4 separate regions of the Mus musculus genome follow, and regions 2, 3 and 4 are each linked to region 1. Evidence: chromatin contacts called from public Hi-C, HiCAR-type and HiChIP or PLAC-seq data. All regions are on one chromosome and are shown on one strand. Each heading gives the region's core, a stretch centred on a gene start, on an enhancer-like site or on the middle of the called end of the contact. The rest is flanking DNA. Distances are from core to core; before and after follow the strand shown. Region 1 holds the start of Rtn4ip1 (reticulon 4 interacting protein 1). Region 2 has its middle 24 kb from the start of Bend3. Region 3 overlaps Mtres1 (mitochondrial transcription rescue factor 1). Region 4 overlaps F930017D23Rik (RIKEN cDNA F930017D23 gene).

Region 1 (7,532 bases), core at 3,236-5,735:
AGGTACTTGCTGGTTAGAAAAGGACAAGCAATAAAGCAAAAATGATACTAAGCTTTCTTTGTACATAATGTGCAAAGACACCTTCACTACCCACCTGCTATGTGATCCTGGGGGCAGGGGGTCTGGAAAGGAGTAGAACTTAATGAGTATTTCCCAGGCCACAGGTACTGTGGCTTTGTCTCATTGGTGCACCAACAGTTAGGCATTATTACCTTTCTTGGACAAATGAAGAAACTGAAGCTCAGAGGCTGTCATTTGTGTAAAGCCACACAATACAGGATAGGGTGTCTTCATAATATACTCTCCTTTCCACTTCCGTGTCTATTCCTGTGGAAGTGTCAGTCCCCCTGTTTACTGTGTCCTTACATCTTTTACAAGTATAAAGCTAAAGGTGTTTGCAGTTAGGGGAAGAGTCCACAAATGACCTGCTTTTGGCTCCTAAACATACGATCAAGGCAAAGACATTCCTAGGGCTGAGAGTTGCTTGAACAGTATGGAGAAGAGGTTTTGGAGAGGCCTCTGATGCTCATGAACAAGAAGAAAGACCTTTCATGGGGAGGTTGCAAGAGGGGTCCTGGGATGGGATGGGCAGTTAGGCGTACCTTAGGGAAGAAATTCAGCGACAAGAGCTGTCTGTTGCATCTTTATAGCAAATGCAATGCTTCAGAAGTAAGGAGCTGGGGAGCCATGGGAGAGAACAGTGTGCTCTAAAACTATGGAGAAGGGAAGAGAGGACAGCAAAGCCCTAGAACAAGCACACACTCAACCCCAGTGAGTTCAGATTCTTCATTTATCCAAGAAAGTTAATAAAGCCTAGCTGTTCATGCACTAATGAGACAAGTAAACCAACCAATGAGGGTATATAGGCAGGTCCATCCCAAGGCAAAGCTGTACCAGTGAAGATCGTGCCTGCCTTGGCTGGCCGTCTGAGATGTCAAGCTGCTGTCTGACTTAGTGACGGGCAGGGCAGTCACAGTGGGTGGGGCCGGTGCCCAGGCCACTTACCTGCAGTAGTGCTGCCCTTCCTTAGGGCCATTTTTAGGAACTCTCAATTTGAGAAATCAGTAAGGGAATTGGAAAGAGAAGTGAGACAAAGATGCTAATTAGATGGAATGGCCTGGGCATGGAGTATGAGATGCAAATTGGACAGCCCTCCTGGGACAGAACAGCCATGCCACATCTAAATATAACTTAAAACATTTTCACTAAAAAGCGTTCTCTCCTGGAACTTCCCTGCTAATGGTAGTGGGCTCCTGGTTTTGCTCGGACCTATCTATCCTATCTATCCCGTACTAGAGTCCGTGGGGAAGGAGGGGTGGGCATGCGCTCTCTTGGTCTCCTTGTCTCTTTCCCCTTCTCTCTGAAGGTCATCTGAAACACATCTTCTGGGAGACACTCTCCCCTTTTCCTCCTGTGAGGCTCCAGTCTGCCTGGCACCGCCTTTCACGGCTGGTGGTCTCAGCACCTAGTTCACTGCCACCTTTGTGACTACTGCTGCTGTTGTCATCGTCCTGCTTCAGGTTCACAGCTAGTTGATGGCTCATGCCTGCAATCCTAGCACTGGGAGGTGCAAGCAAGAGTACCTGAAATTTAAGGACAACCTCAACTGGAGAGTAAGTATTGGACCAGCCTGGGCTACAGGAGACCCTGTCTCAAAACAAATCAAATCAAAGCAACCAAAAGCCTCCTCAAGTTGATGCGGAATGCTAGCTGGCTCTCCATTCCCTGACCTTACTTGGTTGTAGCCATTTTCCATAACCTAAACCCTCCCAACTCTTGGTTGCAGCCATTCCACATCTGCTCCTCCTTTCCCTCCTTTGCTCTGCACACAGCCAGCAATGCAGCAAGGACACCAGTGTCAACCTCGAGGAAATGGATTCCCCACTCCTTATAGAGAACAAACTTAGTAAGGCTAGCTTGGGCTACAGAACAAGAGTCTAACTCAAAAAAGAAAAAAAAAGGAACAAATTTGATTTTTCACTAACAGTATATGTGTGATGGCTCTTCCCAGTTGTTAACTTGACTTGACTCTATCTGATATGCCACATACTATGTAAGATTTTATATATATCTCACATACAATGTACGGTAATTGTAATTTTATAAATTAGCATTTATATATATTTAACATATATGTCACCTTTCTTATATATTATATACAAATATATTAGCATATATGCATATATGTTTATATATACATACACACATATTTATATACAGATATGTTAATTTAATGTATATGCACATGTGTATATGTACATATACACATATGTTAACATAATATCTATATATCACTGAAATGGTGCCAGCTGAAAAAGAAAAGACTCTCAAATGGAGACACAAAAGGGAGAGGGAAGCGGTAGGCAGGATAGGTACTCAATACTAAGGTACCAGGATCTACCCAGAGACCCCATTAAGCCATACACTCTAGGCTTTAATCACACAGATCTTTCTAATTGAGTCTAGTGTGGTAACCAGCTGAAGGTTAACTAAGGCCCCAGGTGATTCTGAGTGGGTGAGCAGACTGTTGTAAAGCTTGAAGAGAGTTTGGCCCCAAACAAAGGCAGGCGAGCCATATTGAAGCAAGACTAAGACTTAAGGTGGGACGGTATCTCAAGAGAACAGACTAGAGGGCTTAGTGAGTTGATGGACAGGGAGAGTGAAGGGCAGTGTACAGACCCACGGGTAACGGTGTGCTTCCCGGTTTTGTTCTGGCTTGGGCAATGACACCTCTGCTTTGTTTAGAGTGTTCTGGGCATTTGGAAGAGCCCTCCAGAAGGCCCTCACAGATACGAGCCTGGGCAGGGCTTCTGAAGCTTTTTCTACTCACAATCCTTTTGTGCTAGACAAGCTTTGCAAAGCACAGGTATACTGAGATACAAAGTAGGTATACAAGGCATTAATTGCTAAATCATAAAGGATTTGATTTTAGAACCATTCTATGGAGTCTAGAGTAGTGCCTCAGCAGCTAAGAGCACTGGCTGCTCTTCCACAGGCCCTGAGTTCAAATCCCAGCACCCATAAGGCAGCTCTCAACCACTTAAGACTGTAGTGACATGGGATCTGATACACTCTTCTGGTGTGCAGACATACATGCAGTCAAAAGACCCATATACAATAGATAAATAAATAAATAAATATAGATATTTACAAAATTATTTGGTGTACATAATTCTACTATTAAAGATGAAAGTAAACCTGCATACCAATAAATGCATAGACTTGCTTATTTTTAAATAAAGAATTAAATCCTGGCTGTAGGTTTCCTCAACGTTTTTCATTTTTTTTCAGTTTACCAATATTTTGATTTGATATATCAGTGCTGAGAACACCACTTTGCATAAATATGTTGTACAAAATTGTAGGAGCATGTTTAGCGCCATATTGGGAAAAAGCTGAATAATCTCACATCAAAACTTATTTAGTGATTTTTGAATGAGACTCAAGTCAATAACTCAGCCATTTTTAGAATCAAGCACCTTAAAGCAACAAATCCCAAAGATGCACGCATTTCACACTTAGGGTATGACAAGCTGAAAAACGATTTAGTAAAATATTAAAAGGTTTTGCTTTCTGAAATTAAATAATTATGTTTCTACAAGTTTAGAAAAGTTGCTCATATGTTAAATCTTAATAAACAATACTCTCGATTCTGAGTTGAGATGTTTCCGGCAGCATTTGCTGGGCAGTGCACACATACCCTGCTGCAGAGAGTCGTGAGGAAGCACCGCTGGGTGCGGTCAGAAACACCTTGAACTCACAACTCACAGTTTGATTTTTGAATTAACTTTGCCCACTGTCTCAGGAACACTCCTCCTTCCCTTTCAAAACTGCTGTCACATTTTCTCCTACATTTGTGGTTGCGACCTACAGCTTAAGTAGATGTTCAAACACGATGTGGTAGAAATCCTAGTTTTTTTTTGTTTTTTTTTTTAAGCCACCAATTTTTTTGTTTGTTTCAAATGTGCATGCTACAAAACCGCCCCGTCCCTAAGCGAGCACAGCAGCGACGGGACTGAGATGGCTTGTCTGAGAAACCTCTCCCTAATCGCGCGGGTTGACTGTCGTTCCACTCCACGGCTCAGGGGTTCAAACTTTTTGACGTTCTGACTCTAGGGGATTGACTCAGCGTGTACGGTAAGAGCTTAGGTTCGAATCCCACTTCCCACTCAGGAATGTAGGCGGTCGGGGGGGGGGGGCGTGCCGTGCGGCGTGACCCGGGGCGACCTTGAACTTCCGAGTCCTCCAGTGTCTCAGCCCTCCCTGGTCCCCTCCTGGCCATGTCCACTCACTTCTCGGAGAGTCCGGCCCAGCATAGCCCTCGGAGTCAGCCGGTAGCACCGGGTCCCGGAACAGAGGAAGGAGTCAATCTCTGCCACCGGCGTTACATGGGCGCAGACATCTTGGCTCCTCTTTAACAACGAGCGCCTGGATTGGTCGAGTTCCGGGCGGCGGAAATGATCTCTGCACACGATTGGCTCGCGCGCCGGCGACCGGAGGCGCGCGGACAGGCAAGGAGACCGCGGCCGGGGTCGTGTCAGGAATCCGCCTGACCTAGGAATTGCTAGCCTTGTTTGCTTGTCCCTCTGAGGACTCCCTGCTTGCTTGCTTTTTTTTCCTTAAGGGGAAGGAGAGCGTAAGGAAGGAATGGCCAGTGTACTGACTGGACGCCAACTGGGACATTTCTGACGTGGGGAGCACAGTAGCAATTCTATTTTAATTCCGTCGCGGCTTTAGGTTGAGTTTGCTTCTGAAAGCTCCCCCTCGCTTAATTGACCTGTGGGTTTGGCAGATTTTGGCTGAATTGAAATGTGTTAGTTTGACCTGCTTCAGGTCCTTTCTCTCCACCGTCGCACCCCCCACCCCCGCTCCTCCTTTCTTTTTTCTTTTTCTTTTTTTCTTTTCTTTTTTTCGAGGAAACGTTCTCCATCCCTGCTCAGGATGGGCGTTTTGAAGACCTGTGTACTTAGAAGAAGTGCTTGTGCCGCCGCCTGCTTCTGGAGAAGGACAGTTATCCCAAAGCCACCATTTAGAGGCATTAGTACTACGTCTGCGAGGAGCACTGTCATGCCCGCTTGGGTGATAGATAAATATGGAAAGAATGAAGTCCTTCGATTCACCCAGAACATGATGTTACCTATCATACACTATCCAAATGAAGTCATTATCAAAGTCCACGCTGCCAGTGTAAATCCTATAGATGTTAATATGAGAAGTAAGTTGTCCGGGTTTGTTTGGTTTTAAATCAAAATTCACTGGGCACACAGGTGTTTTGTTGTTTTTCTTTTGAAACAAGGGGTCGTTGTCTAGCCCAGGCTGGCCTCCAATTCATTGTATACCACTGACTAGTCTCCACTCTGCCGCCCTCCTGCTCTGCCTCTCCAGGCCTGGGATTTAGCAGGTGTAGACCACACCTAGTTAATAGACTACATTTAGGTTGGCGTGAGGGAGTCATTTAGGTTTCTTATTACATGTATTTATTTTGTGTTTGGGTGTGTGGAACAGGGCCCAAGTGGAGGTCAAAGGACATCTTGTGGGAGTGAGTTTCTTCCTTCTACCAGGTAGGCTCCGGGCATTAAACTGACCACCAGGCTTGGTAGCAAGCACCACTATAGGCAGAGCCATCTGGTTTCTGATACTATCCCTGCAAATATTTACGACGTTTTGTTGTCACAACTGCTAAGGTATACTTTAATCTTTTATTAAATGTGTTTGTTTCCTTTCACATATGAGTTGGGACCGAGAAGTGATATCTACAGTTAATTTGCTCTGTGGTAATTTTAGGGTCCAGCACAGGCTCCAGAGTTTGGCTATGTTTCCCCATCAGTTCAGAGTCTGGGTCTATGTAATTCCTGTATCCTTCTTGCTGTCCCACGGTTCACAGCTTCTGTTATAGGCCCAGTGTACCAAGCAACAGAGCAGAACTCCTGATAGGGGCACAGCATCCTCGTCATTTCTCATATCCCCATTCCCCACTCCCCACCTCCAGCTTAAATGTGTTTTCTTGTTATACACCCGCTGAAGCTGGGATAATGTTATCCTAATTTCTCTTGCTGGGTCATATTGAACAGCTTGGGGAGAGCATTCCTTAAATGTATTCTTATATTCTATACTGTGGTTCTATTATAGTGGTGAACAAATTGATTTGTATTTATAAATTACTTTAATTCTGGAAAAAACTGGCAAAAATATTGTCAGTCTCGCTTATGGGAACTCACGTGTGTCTTCTGAAGATGAATATGTTCTGAGATGACCAATTCACAGGAAGTTAACTACCTAGTGGTTAAGGAAGCTGCCATGTTTAACCCTGGGTCAGTGTTCTGAAGGGCTTGTGTGGGGGCCTACAGTGGCCTTCAGTGCCTCAGCAGGAGTGCTCATGTATGACTTAGTGTAGGGCAGTGATTGATATAGCACAGGATTTAATTCCAAAGAGGTTTCTGGGATAGAAGAACTGTGTATGTCAGTGAGATGGCCCAGTGGGGAAAGGCACTTGCTGTCAAGCCCAAAGACCCAGGTTCAGTCCCTGTGACTTGCATGGTAGAAGGAGAGAAATCACCATGGAAAGTTGCCTGTGCCACATTTTGCTATGCCCTAAATAAATACAATTTAATAAGTTGTAAAAATAATTTTCCAAAATAATCCAGGAAATTGAGACAAGTTAGCATTGTTTTACACTTCAGTACATCTCTTTGATGCCTTTTACGACATCTGGATTTTCATACATGGTTCTGTCTTCTGTTACACTGTTACACTGTTACTTGAAATAATGATGGAAAGGTTGCCCCATAAAGACTTGGAAAAGAAGATGCTTTTTAAAGACACATTGTTCAGATTGCAGGCATACCAGACCTGGAGAGCCTCTGGGTCTCTACTTTTGAATGTTGCATTTAGCACATTTAGTGACTTCCTAGAGCTATGTTGGTGAGGATAGCGGCCAGTGAGCCACGTATGGCTTTGAGAAGCGCATGTTCCTGGTCTGAACTGAAAGTGCAGTCACTGTAAAATACACTAGACTTCAAATACTTAGTAAGAGAGAAAAGAGTTAGATATATCTTAGTCAGATTTTTATCAGGGACAGAGGTATGGCTCAGTAATAGAAATTCCTTTGTATAGCCATGTAAGGCCGTGGGCAAGATCTCCGGCATTGACAGCAACAAACAACCATAAAACAAAAGCCAAGAATTCTATATTAATTGCATGCTATCTTGATAATACTGTGGATATTTGAGTAAAGTATTCCTGAAATCACTTTCTTTCTCTTTATCTGGTAGATAAGGACTAGTAGCATTTCTTCAGAAGAAATTTAGAGAAAGATTTGGAGTCTTAAAATGTTTGTATCTGGAAAACTCCTGAAACTGGGGGATAGTTCAGGTGATAGCTGCCAGACCGGAGCCCTGGTTTGAGCTCCAACACTGCAGAAGCAGGGTGTGTCAGTGCACACCTGCAGTTCTGGCACTGCAGAATAGAACAGGAGGATTGGAAGGCCAAGGTCATACTTTGCTACACTGCAAGTCTGAGGTTGGCCTAGCTAC
Region 2 (7,532 bases), core at 2,107-4,606, 450 kb before region 1:
AGAGGTGGAGGAGGAGGAGGAGGAGGAGGAGAGAGGAGGAGGAGAGAGGAGGGGGGAGGAGGAGGGGGGAGGAAGGGGAAAGGAATGGGAGGGGAAAAGAGGGGAGGAAGAAGAAAGGAGGAGGAAGAAGAAAGTGAGGAAGAAAGAAAAGAAAGAAAAAGAAAGAGGAAGGAAGGAAGGAAGGAAGGAGAGGACTCTAAAAGCTGAGGAAATGGCTCGGTCTGTAAAGCATTTGCTGTGTAAGCATGAGGAACTGAATTTGAGTCCCCAGAACCAATGTAAAATCAATCAATCAATCCATCAATCCAGGGCCAGGTGCACAGGTGCACTGTAATCTCAGAACTGAGAAAATCCCATCAGCAGGACCCCAGGGGCCAGCCGGGCTGGTCAAATTGTGGATCTCTTAAATTCAGTGAGAAACTGTCTCAAAAACAGCGGGGTGCCAGGGTGGGGGTGGGAGGTGGCAGAATGTCTCAGGGGGGGTAAAAGCTTGTACCACAAGACCCTGGAGACCTGTGCTCTGTCCCCAAACCCATGGAGAAGTGAGATAACCATGTTCCTGAGGTTACCATCCGTCTCCCACAGATGTACCATGGCACACTGGGGACCCTCCCATCACACACTTATAATATACACCCCCCAAGGTAGAGGAACTGATATTCATGAAATGCCCATATTAAAACTTTAGAAACAACGAATAAGCTCATGGGATGAGCTGTGTCTGCATGTCTCCACACCCTACGAATTGTCTGCCAATCAGCAATAGTTAACTTACAGGCGGAACTGTTTAACTTACAAAGATGACTTTCGCTTTGTTCTATTGATACCTTATGCATAAAAGGGATTCAGTGAACTCGTGTGCATAAGATATTTATCACAATGTCTAATTTCATCTCCTTCATCATTTTGTCTAAGAGGCCTCCCCTCAATTCTAGTTATAAATCGATACGGTAAAACCCGACCACAGTCGGCCACGAATCCAGGCGTGTGAACTGTGTTTGTGAAGCTGACAACGGAGTGGCTGGTGGGGGTTCACACAGCTGAGGACTCTGGGAGCCCAGCTAGCCATGTTAAATTCATGCCAGGCCTGGCTACAGTTTGATGCCACCTGGTGGCAGTAGTGGTCCTGTTTGGAATACCATAGAAGATGACTGAATCCAGAGGTCCTACTGTCCCGACTGTCCCAGGTAGCTGTGATTCAGAGGCTCAGCGAGGGGTGTGGGGGAGGGGCGCGTGAGGATCAGAGTTCTCACGCCTGCCCTCTTTTCTTTCAGAAGTCCACATGCATTTCTTCTGCTGTGTGGCTGCAGCTCAGACCCAGAGCTGCTCCTGACCACTAGCATAGCCTTTAATTCCCATCTCCAGTCTTTATTTATCCAGTTCCAACAGAAGCTAAGCAGGGAATGGGAGCAAGTTCTTGTAAATTTTGCATAACTAAAATTACATCTACAGTTATGTGGTTTTTCTTTTTCCATTTCTCTGTGTGTGTGTGAGCACACACGCATATGTTTTATGCAAGTTTGCATATGTGTGGGTGCACACGGACGCCCAAAGCTGATGTCCACAGTCATCTTCAATAACACGTCTTTTTCACTGAGGCAGGCTCTCTCAGTCAAACCCTGAACTCAGAGGTATGGCTGGTCTCATTAGCCAACTTGCTCTGGGAATCCCTTCTGTGTGCCTTCAGAGGCTAGCATGGCAAACGAGCCACCATACTGTCTGGAGTTTCACGTGGTGGGGCTGGTGAATCAAAACTCCAGCCTCAGGCTTACAAGGCAAGCACTTCAACCACTGGGCCATCTCCCCAGTCCTAAGTTACAGTTCATCATTTTTAAAAAAGATGTAGTTACTTTATTTTCGGTGTATGAGTGCTTTGACTGCACATATGCATGTATGTACACCATGTGCATACGTGGTATCCGCAGAGGCCAGAAGAAGTCAGAGCCCCTGGAACTGGAATCACTGTGAGTGACCATCGGAGTTCTAGGACTCAGCCTTGGGTGCTCTGTAAGGATACTGTGATCTTGACCACTGAGCCATCTCTCCAGCACCCAAGTTTGTTTGTTATGAATGTGTATAGTCATGCAGCTTTACTGTGGTTATTTATTTATTTATTCGAGACAGGGTTTCTCTGTGTAGCCCTGGCTGTCCTGGAACTCACTCTGTAGACCAGGCTGGCCTCGAACTCCGAAATCCACCTGCCTCTGCCTCCCAAGTGCTGGGATTAAAGGTGTGTGCCACCAGCTAACAAGACTTTTTATTAAAGAGTTTTTGATTATTCTAAATGTTTAGTTGGATTTTTTTTAAAGTCTTTATTATAAAACCTGGTATGGTGGAACATACCTGTACCTGCTGTAGAGGCAGGAGAATCAGGATTTTAAGGCTTTCATGTCTACATAATGGATTCCAGACTAGTCCAAGCTGCATGAGACCCTGTCTCAAAAACAAACAAACAAACAAACAAAAAACAAAACAAACAAAAGACAGAGAAAGAGGTGAGAGAAAAGGAGAGGGTATGTGAAGATAAAAAGATTCATTCCATCCAGAGGGTAGTAATCTTCTTGCATAAATGTTACCAATCTTTCAAGAGCATCATGAGTTTGAGGCCACCCTAGGGTATGTGCCAACACATTGTCTCAAAATAAAAACAAAATGTCGTGCTCCTTAGATCTTCATGGAGACAAGGCTGTAAAGGGTCAATGGTCAGTTCCTGGATGTCTGTCTTGGCCTCTCACTCTTCCTGGCATCTCCTAGTTCAGACAGGGAGTCTGAGAAACCAACACTTACTGAAAGAGAGCTGCAGAGCCAGAGGTCTGGGACCAGGGTCTCCCTCTCTCTCCCCATCTCTTGTCACAGTCAGTGACTACATTTGTCTTTCAGGAAACAGCCAAGCACCAAGCTGGTTGTCACATGTTGGAAGCTTTGTGGCAAAGGTCAGAAGAAGGCCTGCTTACCAGCATCTTGGCAGGCTTACCTGCTGTCTGTCCTTTCTGCCCTGCCCTCCCCTCCAGCTACTCAAAAGTGTGAATTACAATACTGTATTACCCACTTCTCTGCCTCAGCTGTGGCCCACAGCTTCCCCATCCTTCTCAGGTACAGTCCTGCTCAGCCACCCCCACCCCCACACACACTCCCACCACCCATGCGACCCCCTCCCAAGCCTCTATGCCATCTCCCAGATCCGTTCTGTCTCCTTGCTCACCCCCCACTTGTTTCCTCTGATGTTTCAGGCTTTTCCTCTCTGCTTCCAGGGCTAGCCTCTGACTGAAGATTTAAAATGATCTCTTGCCTACCCATGTCTTCATTCCCTAAAGACTTGCAAGTCTACATGGAGTTAATTTTGAAAGCTTTGTCACATGAAAACTGGCCAGGCCATCAGCCAAAGAGCTCTCCTGCCAGGACAGGCATGCTTAGCCCTATATTTAGGTCCTAAGCGGTCCCACTCACCTCTTTCTATAACTGATAGGAGCCACACTCACTCCCGGTTAGAAGAATTTAAGCATGAGAAAAGCGCATTCACTTAGTGTAGCCTAGACCAGAGACCCTGTGGTAGGTAACTAAAGTCACTTCTTTACCTGCTTTTTGCCAAATACACTCTGTACATTTTACGCAAGTATACTGTTGATTTACTGGGAATAAGAGGGGTCGCATACCTGGGCCACAGAACTCCAATAATCCACATTTACCTGATACTGCCTTCTGAGTAGTCTACATGTGAAAGTTTAAAATTTAGCTGGGTAATGGTGGCACACACCTTTAATCCCAGCATTCAGGAGGCAGAGGCAGGCAAATCTCTGTGTTTTGGAAGTTAGCCATCTCAAAAAATTAACTATTAATTAATTAAAATCGTTGGAAGCGAAGAAGCTAGTCCTTAATTTTTTTTTTCAGATGTAGGAGCTGAAGATATGGCTCCGTACTCAAGAGTGCTTGCTGCTTTTGAAAGAGACAGCTTCAGTTCCCAGCCCCCATGTGGTAGCTCACAACCATCCATTCCGAACTGCAGTTGTAGAGGAGTCTGACACCCACTTCTGACCTCCGTGGGCACCAGGCACCCACTTGGTACACAGACATAATATGCAGGCAAAACTCATACAATAAAATAAATAAGTGTAAAAACCTTTTTATTTTTAATTGTGCTGGGTGTGGTGGCACACACCTTTAATCCCAGCAGTTGGGAGGCAGAGGCAGGCGGATTTCTGAGTTCGAGGCCAGCTTGGTCTACAAAGTGAGTTCCAGGACAGCCAGGGCTATACAGAGAAACCCTGTCTCGAAAATAAATAAATAAATAAATAAAATTTTCTTTGTCCTCTTTTGAAACAGGGTTTCTCTGTGTAGACTGAGTTTCTCTGTCCTAGAACTTGCTCTGAAAACCAGGCTGGCCTCAACCTCAGAGATCCACCTGCCTCTGCCTCCCAAGTGCTGGGAGACGCCACCACCGCCCAGCCTAATTTTTTTTTTGGGGGGGGGGGAGGGGAGGTTCGAGATAGCCCTGGCTGTGTGTGTAGCCCTGGCTGTCCTGGAGCTCACTTTGTAGTCCAAGCTAGCCTCGAACTCAGAAATCTGCCTGCCTCTGCCTCCCGAGTGCTGGGATTAAAGGCGTGCGCCACCATGCCCAGTCCAGCCTAATTTTTTCTTTTTTTCTTTTCTTTTCTTTTTCTTTTTTTTTTCTTTTTTTTGATTCTTAAGCTGACTGCAAGAGGGTTTATTGTACACGAGCTACACTTGGCCACAAGAGAACAGAGCTAGTCCAGAGTGCCGGGGGTCCAGGGCAGAGGGCCAGCGGGACTGTTTTGGTTGTAAGAAAGGCGGTCATTTCTCCAGGCGATCGCAGCGAGGTGACGTTCCAGGTCTACTGAGACTCATTACCGATGGCAGCACACAGTCCGATAGCTTGTCCCGGCCCTCAGCATCCCTCACTTCTGCTCCTGCAGGCGTCGTGGGTGCACCGGCAGGCTTACTTGGACCTCTGCCTCATCTTTCTTCTCTTGCGCTTCAGCCTGCGCATTCTCTTCTTCCGCCACTTCGCTCTCATGGCGCAGGAGTCTCAAGGAAGATGGCGCTAAGACCGAGCCCAGCCTAATTTTTAAACATTTCAACTTAGACTACTCAGAGAACAGTAGCAGGTAAATGTGGGTTGTTGGAATTCTGTGGGCTGATTTCCCTCAAACTCTTGCTGACTCCAGAGGCCTGTATGCTCCCTGTGCTTTCTGCTGGTGCTGATTATATAGGTCAGAAGGTCACTGGGTCATTTACGTGAGGGGGTTTCATCTTGCCGTACTTCTGACCACTCAATCCCGAGCACATTGAACCCAGTGTCTCTTTTCCTCCATTGAGGAAAATGGTGAACTAAAGGTGATTTCAGTGAGCTCTCTGCCCCAGAAGCTGTCTGTTCCTCCCAGAGTGCAAGGACTTTGTTGCTTTAGCCCTTCAAGCCTCCACAGGATTTTAGTTCATAGCCCAAGCTAGCCTGGAATTGATTATGTAACCCAAGCAGGCCTCACACTGGTGACAATTCTCCAGCCTCCGGCTCCCTAGTATTGGGATTCCAAACGTGTACCACCAAGCCTGGCCCAGTGCTGTTTGTTTGTTTGTTTGCCTCCTGAGTGCTGGGATTAAAGGCATGCGCCACCACGCTCGGCTTAATTGTAGATTTTCTTTTCTTTATTACTGTATCATCAGTAGTTTAAAACACTGAGACAAAGCTGGGTGATGGTGGCCCATGCCTTTAACCTCAGCAAGGCCAAAGCAGGCAATCTCTGAGGATTCCAGATCAGCCTGGTCTTCAGAGGGAGTTCAAGGACAGCCAGGGCTATACAAAGAAACCCTGTGTCAAAAACAAACAACAACAACAACAAAGTAAATCTACAATTGAGTCAGAAATTGCCCATGATAGAATCAAGAAAATAAGGTTCCATGTTAGTAAAAGAGAATGGTGTGTGTGTTGGGGGTGGGGCGTTGTTTTGTTGTTCTTGTAAAATAAAGTCTTACTGTACAGCCCACGGTTGCCTCGGCCTCTGAGTGTTGGGTACCATGAGTAGCAATTGTTATCTCCATGGAACATGAGGCAAAATGGAATATTCCATTGGCTCGTGTGGTGATTTGAAGGAGAATGGACCCCATAGGCTCATATATTTGAATACTGAATTGAGAAGTAGCACTATGTGAAAGGATTAGAAGGACTAGGAGGTGTGGCCTTGCTGGAGGAAGTGTGTCACTGAGGGCAAGTTTTCAGGTTTCAAAACCCATGCCAAGCCCAGTGTCTCTCTCTGACTATGGATCAGGATACAGTCCTTAGCCACCACTTCAGTGTCTGCCAGCAGGACATCATGCTTCCTACCATGACGAGAATGAACTGAACCTCTGAAACTGTAAGCCAGCCCCTAGTTAAGTGTTTTCATTCGTAAGAGTCGCCTTGAGCATGGTGTCTCTTCATAGCAATAAAGGAATAACTAAAATGTCTGGATTGGGATTTTCTTCCTAAAGAACTTCCCTAGTGCTTCTGGGATTTGAATATGCTATGCTCAGGAAGTGGCACTATTAGGAGGTGTGGCCTTGTTGGAGCAGGTGTGGCCTTGTTGGAGGAAGTGTGTTACTGTAGGGGTGGGTATTCAGACCCTCCTCCTAGCTCCTAGGAAGACAGTTTTCTCCTGGCTGCCATTGAATCAAGATGCAGAACTTTTGAGGGGCAGTGGTGGCACACATCTTTAATCCCAGCACTTGGGAGACAGAGGCTGGCAGATTTCTGAGTTGGAGGCCAGCCTGGTCTACAGAATGAGTTCCAGGATAGCCAGGGCTACACAGAGAAACCCTGTCTCGAAAAACCAAAGGGGGAAAAAAAAAAGATGTAGAACTCCCAGCTCCTTCTAGAGCACCATGCTTGCCTGGACACTGTGATGCTTCCTGCCCTGATGATAATGGACTGAACCTCTGAACCTGTAAGCCAGCCCCAATTAAATGTTTGCCTGTATAAGAGTTGCCTTGGGCCAGGCGTGTCCTCTGCTCTTCCAGAGGACCCTGGTTCAATTTCCAGTACCCACATGGTGACTCACAACCTTCTGTAACTTGAGCACGTGGTGTGCAGATACACGTGCAGGAAAAATACCAATATGCATAACATAAATTAATAAAATAAACTAGGCATGGAAAAAAAGAAAGAAAGAAGAGAGAACAAAGTCAAAGAAAAACAGTGGCACAAGTTTGCTGGTGACTGGTACCTAGTTCTTGGTTTCAGCAAGTAGAGACAATGAGGTGTTGGTGAGGACAGAGGCTGTTTGGGTGGTCTGGATGCAGTAAGTCTCTCCTCTGGTGGTTCATGTGTGAGAATGTGGTCCTTGGTTTGGCAGTATTAAGGAGTGGGGTTTACTGGAAAGGTCTTCAAGTCATCAGAAGGGCTGAACCTAGGTTCTATCTTCAGGGAGAGCTGTCTTCAAAGGAGCACATCATCGAGGCATGGCAGCACTCACCTATAATCCCAGAACGTGGCCGGAGGATCACAAGTTCAAGGCCAGCATGGGCTAAATAGCAAGACTCAG
Region 3 (7,532 bases), core at 3,050-5,549, 370 kb before region 1:
AGGAAGGTGGTTTTGAGGCTAGCCAGGGTTACACAGTGAGACCCTGTGTGTTGGTTTGAATAGGTATAGCCACCACAGATAGACTCCTATGTTTGAATGCTTGGTCACAGGGAGTAGCACTATTAGGTGTGGCCTTGTTGGAGGAAGCATGTCACTGTGGGGGCAGACTTAAGATTTCATGTGCTCACAAAAGTGGCTCACAAAGTCTCTGTCTGCTGCCTTCAGATCAAGATGCAGAACTCTCAGCTTCTTCAGCACCATGTCTGTCTACATGCCACCATGTTTCCTGCCATGGCAATAATAGACTAAACCGGGGGCTGGAGAAATGGCTTAGAGGTTAAGAGCACTGACTGCTCTTCCGAAGGTCATGAGTTCAAATCCCAGCAACCACATGGTGGCTCACAACCACCTTTAATGTGATCTGATGCCCTCTTCTGGAGTGTCTGAAGACAGCTACAGTGTACTTACATATAATAAATAAATAAATAAATAAATAAATAAATAAATAAATAAATAAATCCTTTAAAAAAAAATAGACTAAACCTCTGAAACTGTAAGCCAGCCCCAATGAAATGTTTTCCTTTATAAGAGTTTCGGTGACCTCTGACCCACCAGCAACCCTTGAGCTGGTCCCACTGGGTCGGGAAGCGGCACCCGTCCCCCTAAAGTGGAGCGTCCGCCATGGCCAAGTACCTGGCCCAGATCATTGTGATGGGTGTGCAGGTGGTGGGCAGAGCCTTTGCCAGGGCCCTGAGGCAGGAGTTTGCAGCCAGCCAGGCAGCCGCTGACGCTCGAGGGCGTGCTGGGCACCAGTCTGCAGCTGCATCCAATCTCTCTGGCCTCAGCCTCCAGGAAGCCCAGCAGATTCTCAACGTCTCCAAGCTGAGCCCCGAGGAGGTCCAGAAGAATTATGAACACCTATTTAAAGTGAATGATAAGTCCGTGGGTGGCTCTTTCTACCTGCAGTCAAAGGTTGTCCGTGCAAAGGAACGTCTAGATGAGGAACTCCGAATACAAGCCCAGGAAGACAGAGAGAAAGGGCAGAAGCCCAAAACGTGACTGCTGGGCTCTCCACACCCCAGCCATTGCCTCATAATTTATAGCCTAGTAATAAATGTCTTTTGCGTGTTTAAAAAAAAAAAAAAAAAAAAAAAAAAAGAGTTTCGGTGGTCATGGTGTCTCTTCACAGCAATAAAACCCTAAGACACACCATCTAACAAAAAACAAAACAAAAATCAACAATAAAACAAAACCCACAAAGAAACAAGGCCAATGTATTTTACAGTGACTCCTGAGGTAGTTAATGTGGGAAATGTCAGACAAGCTGTAATGTCCTGCCGGGCACCTTTACTCCCAGCACTTGGGAGGCAGAGGCAGGCGGATTTCTGAGTTCGAGGCCAGCCTGGTCTACAAAGTGAGTTCCAGGACAGCCAGGGCTACACAGAGAAACCCTGTCTGGAAAAACAAACCAAAACCAACAACATCAACAAAAACGCTGTAATGTCCTTTCTTGGCCTGGGCTCCTCCAGAATCTGTCTCTGCACACAACAAGGGGGCTCTCAGAATGCCAGGTCTAAGGGAGCACAGGCCAGCGCCAGAGGGAAACCCACAGACCGCAGCTTCCACAGAGTGCTCCGGTGACCCCATAAATGACAGGAGAACTTTATTTTAATAAAAACGTCCTCTTTTTATGCTCCCCCACCCCCTGACAATTAGGAGGCAGTCTGTGGGAGAAGTGATGTTTATTTAGACAGAGTCTTTTTAGGCAGCTTTAAGCTCTTCCATCGGCGCAACACCACCCGGTGCTTGTCGTTCTCAGTCTTCTCTTCATAGACCTTTTTCAGGAGAATTCGCATCACCACCTCTGTTCCTGTCTCTTTGTTCTCTCCAGTGATGAGATCCAAGGTATCTCCCACCTTCACCTGAGGACACAGGGAGACAACCTTTATCCATTCTGGGAAACTTAGGCCAATTCAAACAGCCCTGCTTTGCTTTAATGTGGTGACTGTCACATAGGAAGAGCAAGGGAGACAGCCTGACACTCTTGAGGCTGTCACCCTAGTTCTGAACTGCATGGCTGGGAAGGCATACAGGAGGGGGCCTCAAGCACAGGGGCCAGACTGCAGGCAGCAGTGGCTTCCATCTGACATCCACGCCTGGCCTGCCGAGGATTGAGGCTGGGGAAGGTCATCGGTCAGGTCGCTGAGGGACAAACCTGTCTGTCTGGGCAACACTGAAAGGTAGGGCACAGCCTTAGCAAGAATGTGCAAAAGACAGCACTGCATGCACCAGGAAGAAGGCAGCACTAAGCTTTAGCCGGGATGCCCTAAAATGGGATGGGACAGTTTCATAGACATCAGTCATCATGGTTGCTGGCTGCCCCATGAGAGAGACTCATGGAAAGAGACCAGCTTCAGACCACAGAGGTGGACAGCACACAAGAGGCGAGTTGGCTCCAGGAGCTGAGGCCAAACTAACCTTACCAGAGGACTTGCTGCTAAAGCTTGTCACCCTGGAGAGCCATGTTACCACCAGGCCCTCTGCAAGGACTTGGTCCATGTTTGGCACATGGCAACACCTGGCAGATACCTGGTTCACTCAGCTCATTAGAGAATCTGGCCAGGAACTCAGGAGGTGCTCAAAACAGCCTGGCTACACGCTGCTGTTTCTGCCAAAATATAAGCCAGAAAGAGCATGGTGCTCCCCCTCCCCCACCCCGAACCCCCACCCAGCTTCTATTGAGTAAAGCATCTCATATGTGGGCCGCTGACTCTGTTGAAGGGTCTGAAGGGATTGCTCAGTGATTAACAGTGGTCACTGTTCTTGTTTGCCTTGCTGTGCACATGCTGCACAGACACACATGTGGGCAAAACACCCATTCACATAAAATAAGTTATTTACAGATTTTAAAATGAGTATACTAAGACAAACAAGAAACCAAGCCCCCCCCCCCATAAGCGGTCATGCACAGCTTAGAAACTGGTCCATTTCATTCAGTCACTTCCGTCTTTTAGATGCATTTGTGTGTGGGCATCGGCCTGCGTGGATGGCTAGGTGCCATGTGCACGCCTGGTTCCCCTGAAGGTCACAGGTAGAATGGAGCTCTTGGAATTGCAGCACAGGCAGTTGTCAGCCACCATGTGGTACTGGGAATCGAACCTGGAACCTCTGCAAGAGCAGCAAGCACTTTTAGTTGCTGAGCCATCTCGAGCCCCTAACTTAAAAATTTCGAAACCATTTAGTTTGGGGTGTGGGACACACTGTGTGGAACTTGAAACCTCTGCAGAGCTGTTCTCTCCTTCAACCACATGGGCTCAGGGAAGGGACTTTAGTTACGAGGCTTGGCAGCAAGCACCGCTGTCTGCTGAGCCATCTCACCAACCCAGTTACTTAGGCTGGATATGGTTGCTCATGCCTATAAACCCAGCAGAGGCAGGAGGATTGCTGCAAGTTTTTAGTGAGATCATATTACAGAAAAAAAAAAAAGTTGAAGGAGACAGGAAAGGAGGAAGAGGAGGGGAAGAGGAAGGAGTAGACACTGCAAGAGTATAAAGGGGAAAGGAAGGAAGTCAGGCGTGGGGCCCAAGAGAGATTAATGGAGAGGTGAATACAATCAAAACATATTGCACACAGGCATGAAAAATGAAATGTTATTATGAATAATTAATATGTGCTAATAAAAGTGTTTTTAAAAGGGAAAGGGGAAAAAAGTGATGACATTTCTTCCTTCTAGGGCTCAGACAATGTTTGCTCTTAGTGCAGCCAGCTCCTGGGAGGGGAGTTTAAGGCAGGGTGTGTGAGTGAGTCCCCACACTTTGGCTTCTCAAGCCACCTCCGCAGAGCAGGGTTAACACAGCACCGTGCACTCTGGACCCCGCCTAGACTGCAGAACACACAAAAGCTTTGCTCAGTGGCAGGCGGGGAACAGAGGGATTGAGCTGCAGCACCAGACAAGCTGGACCTCAGGGCCTGTGGCCAGGCTCTGGCTCCACGGAGCAGGCTGGGGAAGCAGGCATGCTTTATTTAGTCCCATCCAAGGCCTGGTCCTCTCAAGACACAAAGCAAAACTGGCTGGGGTTAGGGGCTGTTTCAAATATCTACATTTCAAATCTCTGCTTAGCTGCAGTTTCTATGGCTACCAGGCTTCTTAGTAACGAGGCAGGGAGCTAGTGTTAATGCCGGCCTCTGCCTTTGCTGACCCTCAGGAGGAATCTGGAAAGCGGCTGAGGCAACAGAACACCCAAGGCAGGAGGAGCAGAGCAATTAGGCTGCAGCTAACAATACCTCAAAGCAGGGGAAGAAAAACAGGCTTATGGAGTTTGCAAATGAGTCCAGCCAGGAGGGCATCCAGAGGTACTGCAGCCCAGCCACAGCCCAGAAAGCAATAGAGAAGGGTGGAGAAGGCCCATCTGGAGCAGTGGCTTTTGTGCAGCTCACTGAACAATGGCTGCCGGGTCATCCTGCACCTGCCAGCCAAGGTTATCAGAGCTCCCGGGCCTCGACTAACAGGTGAGACAAGAATGGAGGCCATCTCTCTGTGTCCACACAGGCAGCAACAATGGACTACATCATCCCCAGGAGCAGGCACTCAAAGTCTCAATGTTCACCGATGCACACATGACAGACACACTTCCTGTTCCACACCCCAGGGCAACTCCAGGTAGCTCAGATCCTGCCCTAGCAGGCCTCGGAACATGAAAGGAGAATAAAAACCACCCTTCAAAACCGTCTGCCTCCTCATTACCCCTCAGTGCTGATGGGTTACGCTTCCAAGCAAGGGCCATAGGTTTTAAGCCACCCTCTATCCCCAGACAGGTGTCACACATCTCAGGCTGGCCTCAGATTCAAGCGGGGATGCCCTTGAATTTCTCACCCTTCCGCCTGCCGCATGCTTGAACCTGGGGCTTCTTTCACATGCTCGGCAGGCACCCTACAGGAGAGCTGCGTCCCTAGTCCCACTTCCAAACTTTTAATTAAAGCTTTCTTACATTTTCCTTATTGAGTTTTGTTAAGTGATAATCTCATGGTTAAAAACCATGGTAGAACATCCGTGAGGCAAAGGCAGGCAGATCTCTCTGAGTTCAGGCCAGCCTAGTCTTACTTAGTGAGACCCTGTCTCAAATACACAAAAACCTCATTATCTGTATCTCAGAGGGAGGGTGAGGCAGCCAGGCCCGGCACCTTGCAGCAATGCCTGACGACCGAGTTCTGTCCCTGAAACCAACATGGAGGGTTGGTGGGAAAGAAGCCACTGCTTCACGCTGTCCTCTAACCTCCACCTACATCCATGCCGTGACATGCATGTCCTACACTCCCCACTCCCCAACTAAATATATTTTTTTTAAGCTGGAAAATAAAAGGCATGAAGGAAATTAATAGAGGAGAGCTGGGGAGTTGGCGCGGCAGCCAGGCACAGTTGTTGCTCTTGCAGACTTGGACTTGGTACCCAGCACTCCCACAGCGGCTCACAACCATCCTTAACTCCAGCTCTGGGAGACTTGGTACCCTCTTGTGGCCTCTGTGGGCAGCAGGCATAATTATGCACAAACATATTTGCAGGCATTTATATACATAAAATAAATTAAAAAAATAAAATTCAAAATATAAAAGGCATGAAGAAAATGACTACAGCTGGAGGGGCGGCTTAGCAGTTAAGAGCATCTTCCGGCCAGCTGCCTGTTGCTATTGCAAAGGACCCTGGTGTGGTTCCCAGAAATCACTGTGGCTCACAACCAATCACCTGCAACTCTAGTGCCAGGGGGGTCTTCTGACTTCCACAGGACTGCATGCGCACGCGCACACAAGCAAGACACTCAAGCACAAAGAAAGCTTAATACATTTGAAAGCTTAATAATATCCCATAAAAACCTATTTTAAGATAAATATGAGTAATATTTAATTCAAAATATATGGAGCATATTGAACATATGAATACATTATTTTGTTGTTGTTGTTAAGATAGTCTTGGCCAGCCTGGAACTAGATGAGATGAGCAGATCTGGCTGGCTGAATCTGTGGCAGTCTTCCTGACTCTGCCTTTGTGTGTGTGTGTGTTTATGTGTGTATGTGTGTGTATGTGTATGTGTGCAGACAGCATCTCAGGTAGCCCAGGCTGACCTAGAACTCCTGATCCCCGTTTCTCCATTTCCCGAGTGCGGCTTTACATACGTGCACTAAGAACACTGTTTAACAGAATTTTACTTTTACACGAGTGTGTGTATGTTTGTATCTGTGTGTGTGAGAGAGAGAAACAGAAAGATACAGACAGACAGGCAGGCAGACAGGCAGGCAGACAGAGAGACATGTTACACAGCAAATGTTGGAAGTACCTCCTTTTATCAGTTGGGGGTTTTGTGTGGTTTATTTTATTTTATTTTTTAAAATATTTATTTATTTATTATATGTAAGTACACTGTAGCTGTCCTCAGACACTCCAGAAGAGGGAGTCAGATCTTGTTACAGATGGTTGTGAGCCACCATGTGGTTGCTGGGATTTGAACTCTGGACCTTTGGAAGAGCAGTCGGGTGCTCTAACCCACTGAGCCATCTCACCAGCTTGTGTGGTTTATTTTTTGAGACACAGTCTCACTGTGCAGCCCTGGCTGACCTGGGACCCACATTCTGGCCTCAGCCTTCCACTCAGTGCTGGGGTGACAAGGTGTCACCACCCTGGCTCCATGTCTTTCAATTAGTAGTGCTAATACGAACTTGTTGGGAAATGAGGGGCATCTTTTTTGCCAGCTGCCTGTCAGAAAGCAGAGCTCCAAGGAGAGCCCCTGCTGAAGTGACCAGAGTCACACCCCTGCTTAGGTGACCCTGCTTGGTCAACCTTTCCCGTGTCATCTACTTGCCATGATTCCATGGGGCTAACGTTAATACCTAGATGTCTGAGTAAGGATGGCCGCAGTCCTGAGGGTGGCTGATTCCAAATTCTTCTCAGGACTCAATGGCCGAGAAGAGACAGTGGCCTGTAGGTGGTTCCCACAAGCATGACCAGGACTCAGAGGACCTCAGAGAAGGCACCAGGGCCCCCAGGGAGTCACAGGGACAGCACTGAGTAGCAGAGCGACAGACAGGACCGTGGGGCTGTCATGGCGGCGGTTTGGCTCACCGTTCTGCTTTTCTTCCACAACTTCTCCCCATTCAGTCTGAGTTCACCTTTGTAGAATGCATCTTCTACTTTGCTATTAAAAAGAAAAAAAAAAACCACTTAAAATTGAAATCACTCAATGATCACACAGCTTTGAGAAAAGCAGCTGCTGTTAGCGTCTGCTCGGTGAGTCCCCACAGCACCCTGCGCTTGGACGAAAGTCACGAAGTGAAAGCGGCCATCACTGACGGGCATCTAACAGGAGACCACAGGGTACTTCTGACTCTGAAAAGGCTCGCTGCTTCTCAGGCAGGTGGCTGCTCATGAGTCACAATGGTCAGAATGAAAGGGGGGTTTCCTGCCCCTCAGCTACCTGCTTGGCACTCAAGAGTGCAAAACCAGGCACCACACATATGGAACTGCCTGTGTGCACCCAGGGCGG
Region 4 (7,532 bases), core at 3,716-6,215, 280 kb before region 1:
CAGAACAACCCGGGACGTTACTGTAGTTTAAATCCAGGGTGCCCGAAGCTCGGAGATAAAGAGCAAGAATAGGATGAATGTTTTCACTGAAGTTCCAACTTCAAATACTACGAGGGTCTCAAGAGGTTATCCAGTCTATTCCCAGCCTTTGGCAGGATTACAGGGAAACCAGCTCAGGCAGATGGCAATCCACCCTACGCCTGAAATCGCCCATTCAAGAAATTTGATACAACTCTCTCAACAGTGGCTTCAATAGCCTCACTTTTCTTTAAGTTCCCAGGGAACTCATTTATGCTGTCTCAAAGAGCATGGGACAACATGCCTATACTCCTGTATGCCTAGCAGGCCTGGGCTCTCCACACCTACCATGGAAGAGGGAGAATTATCTTTTAATACCCGATTCAATGTGTAAACAATACCACACCATACACTAATCCTTTCCCCTTCTCCTTCTAATCTCAAATGTCTTGTATCTGTTGTCTAAGAGGTGCTCCCACCTGTGTGTGTGTGTATACATACATACATACATACATACATACATACATACATACATATTTTCCCCCACTCTCAGAATTGGAAAAGCAATTATGCCTTAGCCAGGGGGCTGTTGTCAGCATACCATGAGTGGCTCATGAGGCCAATGCAAGTGTTTGCTGAGGATCCATGCAACTTGCCAAGAGGTGTCGATGACAACAGTATCTTGAAAGGTCTTCCTTAACTCCTTCATCTTCCCCATTTTCTCCATTGAGGTTCTCTCCTCTCAGATGACTTTAGTTTGAGCATAATGCTAGCTAGCACAATGGACTTCTTGTCAACTTGATACACAAACACATCACTGTTGATCTGAAACCTTTCCTTTCTTGTTCATCCCCAAGACCACACATTAATAAAGACGTCACAATAGAAAACATTCTATAAATTTAAAACGTACCATAGATTAAAAAATCCAAACACGTTAGAAGTTTTCTCTTTAAAAATATCTAATCTCTTTTAAAATCCAAAGTCTCCATAAAACTCCAAAATCTCTTTGTATAATGTTTAGTCTCTCAAGTATGGGTGCCTGTAAAATTAATACTTTCTTCTGCCAAGAGGGACAAACCAAGGCATGATCACAATCTGAACAAAGCAGAACCACACCCCAACACTGTAAATAACTCAGTGCCAAATATCCAGATTCATCTGTGATCACCTGGGCTCAGGGGTTTGGGTCATTTTTCTGGCTCTGCCTTCTTCGAGACACACAGCTGATCATCTAGGCTCATGCAGATTACACTCTATTGCTGTTTCTCTTCTTGGTGGTCATCCTATGGTATTGGCATCTATAATATGCCAGGGTCTCCTACTGCAACTGGGCTGAACTTTCATCAGTAGCTTCTGGGTCCTCTTCATGGTGCCAAGTGTCAGCTTCTTTTCATGATCCCTTTAATCCTGGGTCTTCAGCTGCTATTAAGGCTGTGCCATCTCCAATGGCCTCACCTATTGCCAAGCCTCAGTTGATTTTTATGCCAACGAAACCAGAACCAGTGCCCACACCCAGAACCTGGTGGTTCTTACACATGACCAAGTTTGGCTGCCAGCACGAGACACAACCTTGACCACCTCTGAACACAGCTGGCAGATGCTGACTCTCAGGAAACACTTCCCAGAAGATTTCACCTCAGTGATGCTGGTCTCTTCTTAATCACTGCTAATTTCTTAGCTCCAGCTGAATAGCATCAATTGTCCCAGTAATACAAAGGTAAGTCAGCAGTTCTTGTCTCTTATTAATCACATCTGATTCTTTAGCCCCAACTGAATGGAACCATGGACTCTTAATTCAAAATATCAAATGGTCCTGATAGAGTCTTTAAACTTTCCTCTGAGACTCCACAAGCCCCGCCTCAATCATCTTCATTGCTCTCAACATTCTTGTCTTCCAAGCTTCTACAGAACATCCCACTCAGTTCTCAACACCCAATAGCCTTTCTCAGGCACAGTTCCAAAGTCCTACACTCCTCCCCAAAACAACACGGTCAGCAATACTCCACTCGCCTGGTACCAATTTCTGTCTTAGGATTTCTATTGCTGTTATGAAACACCATAACCAAAAAGCAAGTTGGAGAGGAAAAAGTTTATTTGGCTTATACTTCCATATCACTGTTTATCATCAGAAGAAGTCAGGACAGGAACCCAAGCATGGTAGGAACCTGGAGGCAGGAGCTGATGCAGATCCCATGGAGGTGTGCTACTTACTGGCTTGCTCAGCCTCCTTTCTTATAGAACCCAGGACCACCAGCCAAGGGATGCCCCACCTACAATGGTCTGGGCCCTCTCCCATCAATCACTAATTAAGAAAATGCCCTATGGGCATGCCTACAGCCTGGTTTTATGGAGGCACTTTCGTAATTGAGGTTCCCTCCTCTCAGATGATTCTAGCCTGTGTCAAGTTGACATAAACCAGCCAGTACCTTCTTCTAGTCTCTATTTTTTGGGTATGTGGGGTTAATTTCTTCAGCTTTCCAGTGCAGGTAGAAGAGCCTAAATCTCAGTAATTCTGGCACAGGTTGACAGGAAGTAACCCATGCAGGCGGGCAGGCACGGGAAGTGACCCCCCATGCAATGCAACCCCATGCAGACCAGATGCAGTTAGTCCATCATTTGGTTTAGGGATGATGCACACACAAATGGAGTCAACAAGAACACTGACTCCTTCCTCTTTCTCTGGGAGATGCTTTAGTTACATTTTATAAATGATTGGTGGCTCCCATAGTATGCAGGCACATCTGTCTGTGTACCTCTTGCTTTTCCAGTGAAAAGTTACTTGTTCTAAGTCTAGATCCTTAAGAACAAAACAAAACAAAACAAAACACTGTTTAATCTTGTCTCCATTACCTGAAAGTTCTATCATACAGTTGGAATGGAAATTTGCTATACCTGATAACTTTTTAAATACATTAAATATGTATATAGGTTCTTCATTAGAAAACACGATCAGAAGCAACTTAAAAATTCACAAATATAAAACTATTCTAAAAAATCATAAAGGGTTGGAGAGGGCCGAAGTTAGGTGGTCACAGTGTGTGCTGAGCATTTCCAGGACCCCGAGTTTGATCCATAGCACTGAAAATAGCAATGACAATGATCGCAAGACTAATGATGCTAACAGATCAAAGTTTACTCATAAAATACTATAAACCATGAGAAATAGGAAGTTTACCAGATACCATTGGAAAGATGTTTAGATATGCCACTGAGAAAAATGTCAATATATTTATGTAAAAAGAAGGGAAGCCACGTGTACATAGACATCTCCAGCAGGATGTACAGAGAATGGGAGAAACACTGGATGGGTGAGGGTGAGGGTGGGAGGATGGTGAGAGGAGGTTGGGGGGGGAGGTGAGAGGGGTGAGGGTGGGAGGAGGGTGAGGGTGAGAGGAGGGTGAGGGTGAGGGTGGGAGGAGGTGAGGGTGAGAGGAGGGTGAGGGTGAGGGTGAGAGGAGGGTGAGGGTGGGAGGAGGGTGAAAATGAGAGGAGGGTGAGAAGAAGGTGAGGATGGGAGGAGAGTGAGGGTGAGAGGGGTGTGAGGGTGAGAGGAGAGTGTGGATGGGAGGAGGGTGAGGGTGAGAGGAGGGTGAGAGTGAGAGGAGGGTGAGAAGAGGGTGAGGGTGAAAGGGGGTGAGGGTGAGAGGAGGGTGAGGGTGAGAGGGGTGTGAGGGTGAGAGGGGGTGAGGGTGAGAGGAAGATGAGAATAGGGTGAGGGTGGGAGGAGGATGAGGGTAAGAGGAGGGTAAGGGTGAGAGGAGGGTGAGAGGGGTTGAGGGTGAGAGGAGAGTGAGAATAGGGTGAGAGGAGGGTGAGGGTGATGGTGGGAGGAGGGTGAGAGGAGGGTGAGGGTGGGAGGAGGATGAGGGTGAGAGGAGGGTGAGGGTGAGAGGGGGGTGAGAAGAGGGTGACAATGGGAGGAGGGTGAGGGTGGGAGGACGATGAGGGTGAGAGGAGGGTGAGGGTGATGGTGGGAGGAGGGTGAGAGGAGGGTGAGGGTGGGAGGAGGATGAGGGTGAGAGGGGGGTGAGAAGAGGGTGACGATGGGAGAAGGGTGAGGGTGAGAAGAGGGTGACGATGGGAGGAGGGTGAGGGTGGGAGGACGATGAGGGTGAGAGGAGGGTGAGGGTGAGAGTGGGGAGGAGCTGTGCTCTGCAGTCATGGATGAGTTTATGTGAGGGTTTTGAATAATGTGAAGGTCTCATCTATAGAAGACCCGAATAATTCAGAGTGGGGTGTGGCCTCCTGCTTAGCAAATACAAGATCCCCGGTTTCTTCTCTACCTATGACTTCCCTTCTGCGCAGCTCTGCCCACCTGATTACCCTGGGAACTGAATAGAGCTCTGTATGTAAAGCTACTTTGAGAAGTGTGACTGCTCTTTCCACACAGTATTTATTTCTAGCATTTTAGCCCTGTATGAGTGTCCTTGGGTTTTCCATGTACCTCATGAACTTGTAGTTGAGGACTGAACACTATAATGAACAAAGCATGAAAACAGACAGTAAATTAAACATCTGCCAAGTGTCTTCCAGTTTGTCGTAACATGGCTCAACTGGGAAGCATTTCCCCCTGCACTTCTTTTTGGCTCTTTCTTCATGAGATTCTCTGTGAGTGCCCCCTTAAATATTCAGTACTTCATAGCTGCCTTGCGAGAAGGAGAAGCCAACTCTGGATGGGTCTAATGAGATTCATTAGTAACGTGGAGAGAAGTGCAACGTCAGAGAAAGGAAGGGCAAACAGCTGGAGCCTTAAAAAGCTGGTGCAACCCATGGAGACGCGGGGAAATTCCTTTGTTTACTATTCTGGGGAAAAAGTCCTTCAGATCTTATTACAACACATTAAAAAAAAAAAAAAAGCCAGTGTGAAGGGGGCTCTTGTCAGTCCTAGGGGAAAGAAAGGCCAGAAAAGAAAGAAAGAAAGGTGGTGGAACCTGGATTCCATAGGACCGGATTAAAACAAAGAAGCCCTGCTTGCCACAGCCCAGGGCTCCCCAGAGACCAGCCCACATCTCATTAGTACCTGAACAAGTGGCTTCTGGCCAAGCTGGCAGGAAAATGATGAGAAATCTGAGGTATTCCTGAAGGAGAACTGGTGTGATTAATAAAAAGATGAAGACGCACAGTGCGCCAGCTCCTACGGGGGAAAGAAACCCACCATTTTACTTCAATTTTTTTTCCCTAGTGAATTGTTTTTTCTCTGCACAGTTTATGCCAAGAGCAATCAGTCCATTTTTTCTCCTTTTCCTATATAAGAATATAGTAATTTTTTTTTCTGTAAAAGGCCAGAAAGCTAAATATTTTAGGGCTTGTGGGCCCAACTATCTCTGTTGTAGTGTAAAACATGCATACACATGTGAGCACAGCTGTGTTCAATGAACGGTATTGACAAAACCAGCCCGTGACTGTGAGCACGAAAATAAGGAATATTTTAAAAGTCTGCACCCCTCACACTTTCAAAGGCTCAAAGATTGCTGAAAAGAAAACCTCTGAGGACATTAGAAAAGAAAATAGGAAATTCATATGGTCACTTCAGAATGGAACCAAACCTAACTTAGATTATATACTTATTTGCTTATTCAGTCACCCATGCTCTCTCTCTCTCTCTCTCTCTCTCTCTCTCTCTCTGTGTGTGTGTTTGTGTGTGTGTGTATGTGTGTAGGCCAGAGGACAACCTTGGGTGTTGTTCTTGATAAGGGTGTCTCCCTGGGGTTCACACTGGCTCTCCAGTGAGCCCCACGGATCCACCTGTCTCTCTATCTTTAGCCCTGGGATTAAAAGCATGGGCCACCACGGTTTGTACATGTGTGCTGGGGTTCTGAGCCCAGGTTTTCAACTTTTCCATACATCATTAGGAAAAAGTTGCAGAGTGTGTGTATGGAGTACCTTCAGTTGTATTAAAATGAGGAGGTGCTACACACATCTGTGTTTGTACAGAAATGCTTCTGGACACAGTAAGCCAGTACTACGGTTCCCAAGTGAACGGTGGAATCAAGAACTGCATGTGTGTATTATAGAGATAATTTTTATTCTTATTTTTTAGTCTTTGATGACTTGATACTATTATTAAAGACCACAAGAATCACATAAACAGCCTTATCACATACAAAATTTGTTATTTGCAGATTCATGGGAGCATTGCATTATAGCGTTTTGTGTTTTGTGTGCTAATAGTAGAACTGGTAAATACTAAATATTGAAAAGCTTTCCTATTCTGAGTGGAGAGCGGACTAGGTAGGAGAATCAGCTGATTAATCAGTACGGACACAGGAAGATTAGTGTGTGTGATGGAGAGAATGGTTGGGCTGCCTCAGCAAATAGCATGCTTCCTGTCAGGTACACATGTCTCTGCAACGGGGGCACACTGTAGAGAATGACGGCTTTATCATCTTTCCAAACAATTCTGAGGTTCTATAGTTACACAGACACACACACACACACACACACACACACACACTCTCTCTCTCTCTCACACACACACACACATATATATATGAAGCATATGTATGTATAATTTGTAATATGTATAATATATGTGGTGAAGTATGGGTCTGAGAGATAGCTCAGTAATTAAGAGCACTGATGTTAATTCAGTTTCCTGTACCCATGTGACAGCTCATAACCATCTATAACTCCAGACCCAGAGGATCCTATGTCCAATTCTGGCCTCTGGCAGCACGTGATGCATAGACATACATGAAGGCAGAGCAAACGTACACATAAAATAAAAATAATGTATTTTCTAAAAAAATGAGGTAAACACCATTCATTTTATCATAATATGATATTTTAAAAAAGCAAGTTGGTGATTTATACACCTTCAAAATTATTTTGTGGGTTATAAGGAACTAACTAACAGTGGTAGATGGAGAGCCAGAACTCTTGGCGATGGTGGGAAGGCCGAGGCCACACAGGACGTCACATCAGGCTAAGCAGTCCCGGCAGACGCCGTGTACAGCTTTTCCCTTTTGCAGGTGGAGTAGGACAGGGCACAGCACAGCACTTTCTGGAACTCCATGCACTGGGCAGACAGGATATTTTAGGGACTGCCTAGAAGTTACTGACATTGATTTTCAAATCATCCCTGTTTGTTCGGCTGGCTAACGCCTGGCAGCCAGTGCCTCCCAGAGCTCCGACTTGAAGTCTGCCTCAGCTGATGCCCACAGCTCGGCTGGATATAGCCACAGATAGACTAAAGGTGCTTGTTAATTTTTTATAACAAGAACGCTGGACCATATAAATGCAGGGCTTTCTCAAGAGCGGTTGGAAAGCTGACAGAGGCTGCATTGTGAGCTAGTAGTCTGGCAGGTCCCTCTCTACATTTCCTATTCCTACCTTGCCTTCCTCCTCCCCTTCTTTTAAAATGACTTCTTTAGGCCTCCTGAGAAATGATTGAGTGGTTTGTGGGGGATAGTGTCGCCACAAAGTCTAAAAAGTAGTGATGAAAAAATGTAAAGACACCCATAGACACATGTGTTTTATTTCCCATTGTGTTAGTGTGATGATAGTCTCTC

The links. Hi-C and Micro-C count contacts between places; a contact is called where the count stands out from the background. HiCAR-type assays count read pairs that join an accessible place to other places. HiChIP or PLAC-seq counts read pairs in DNA pulled down with a chosen protein or histone mark.
Region 2: a contact with region 1 is called in a Hi-C map of cardiomyocytes, with 2.6 times the contacts expected there. The contact joins the enhancer-like site here to the promoter of Rtn4ip1 in region 1. A contact is called at or near these places in 2 of 39 promoter capture datasets (both in liver), 3 of 484 Hi-C or Micro-C datasets (cardiomyocytes, cerebellar granule neurons and palatal mesenchyme), 1 of 115 datasets of contacts at active chromatin or transcription factors (bone marrow-derived macrophages) and 1 of 9 other capture datasets (pancreatic islet).
Region 3: a HiCAR-type map of astrocytes shows a contact between it and region 1, with 2.2 times the contacts expected there. The contact joins the enhancer-like site here to the promoter of Rtn4ip1 in region 1. A contact is called at or near these places in 14 of 39 promoter capture datasets (the 3T3-L1 cell line, 3T3-L1-derived adipocytes, embryonic stem cells and 9 more), 1 of 15 datasets of contacts at CTCF or cohesin (the NIH/3T3 cell line), 1 of 484 Hi-C or Micro-C datasets (liver), 10 of 115 datasets of contacts at active chromatin or transcription factors (the NIH/3T3 cell line, astrocytes, bone marrow-derived macrophages and 7 more) and 2 of 9 other capture datasets (adipose tissue and liver).
Region 4: an H3K4me3 HiChIP or PLAC-seq map of embryonic forebrain shows a contact between it and region 1, with 4 times the contacts expected there. The contact joins the enhancer-like site here to the promoter of Rtn4ip1 in region 1. A contact is called at or near these places in 1 of 15 datasets of contacts at CTCF or cohesin (the NIH/3T3 cell line), 1 of 484 Hi-C or Micro-C datasets (bone marrow-derived macrophages), 10 of 115 datasets of contacts at active chromatin or transcription factors (acute myeloid leukemia, bone marrow-derived macrophages, embryonic basal ganglia and 6 more) and 3 of 9 other capture datasets (adipose tissue, liver and pancreatic islet).

What each region holds. Positions count from the first base shown.
Region 1 is chr10:43,897,322-43,904,853 of GRCm38.p6, forward strand. Rtn4ip1 (reticulon 4 interacting protein 1) reads left to right here and starts at 4,486. Exons shown (of 9, transcript NM_130892.5): 1 at 4,486-5,215. The coding sequence starts at 4,942. It overlaps Qrsl1 (glutaminyl-tRNA synthase (glutamine-hydrolyzing)-like 1), which reads right to left and starts at 4,415. Exons shown (of 11, transcript NM_001081054.2): 1 at 4,293-4,415. The coding sequence starts at 4,316.
Region 2 is chr10:43,451,470-43,459,001 of GRCm38.p6, forward strand. It overlaps a transcript of Pdss2 not described here and the pseudogene Gm3699. Among named protein-coding and RNA genes, the nearest start is that of Bend3, 24 kb to the right of the region's middle. Within about 2 kb of position 3,357, at least 7 of the 459 cell types and tissues checked have an H3K27ac peak or open chromatin away from gene starts, as enhancers often do. A contact at or near this core is called in cardiomyocytes, where this site is marked.
Region 3 is chr10:43,523,487-43,531,018 of GRCm38.p6, forward strand. Mtres1 (mitochondrial transcription rescue factor 1) reads right to left here. Exons shown (of 4, transcript NM_026411.2): 3 at 7,112-7,184; 4 at 1,633-1,922. The coding sequence ends at 1,743. It also overlaps the pseudogene Gm9803. Among named protein-coding and RNA genes, the nearest start is that of Mtres1, 14 kb to the right of the region's middle. Within about 2 kb of position 4,300, at least 92 of the 459 cell types and tissues checked have an H3K27ac peak or open chromatin away from gene starts, as enhancers often do. A contact at or near this core is called in astrocytes, embryonic basal ganglia, embryonic forebrain and 3 more, where this site is marked.
Region 4 is chr10:43,614,411-43,621,942 of GRCm38.p6, forward strand. The region is part of intron 2 of F930017D23Rik (RIKEN cDNA F930017D23 gene); the gene reads left to right. All of the region lies in intron 1 of Gm51800 (a long non-coding RNA gene), which reads right to left. Among named protein-coding and RNA genes, the nearest start is that of Gm51800, 5.6 kb to the right of the region's middle. Within about 2 kb of position 4,966, at least 27 of the 459 cell types and tissues checked have an H3K27ac peak or open chromatin away from gene starts, as enhancers often do. A contact at or near this core is called in embryonic forebrain, where this site is marked.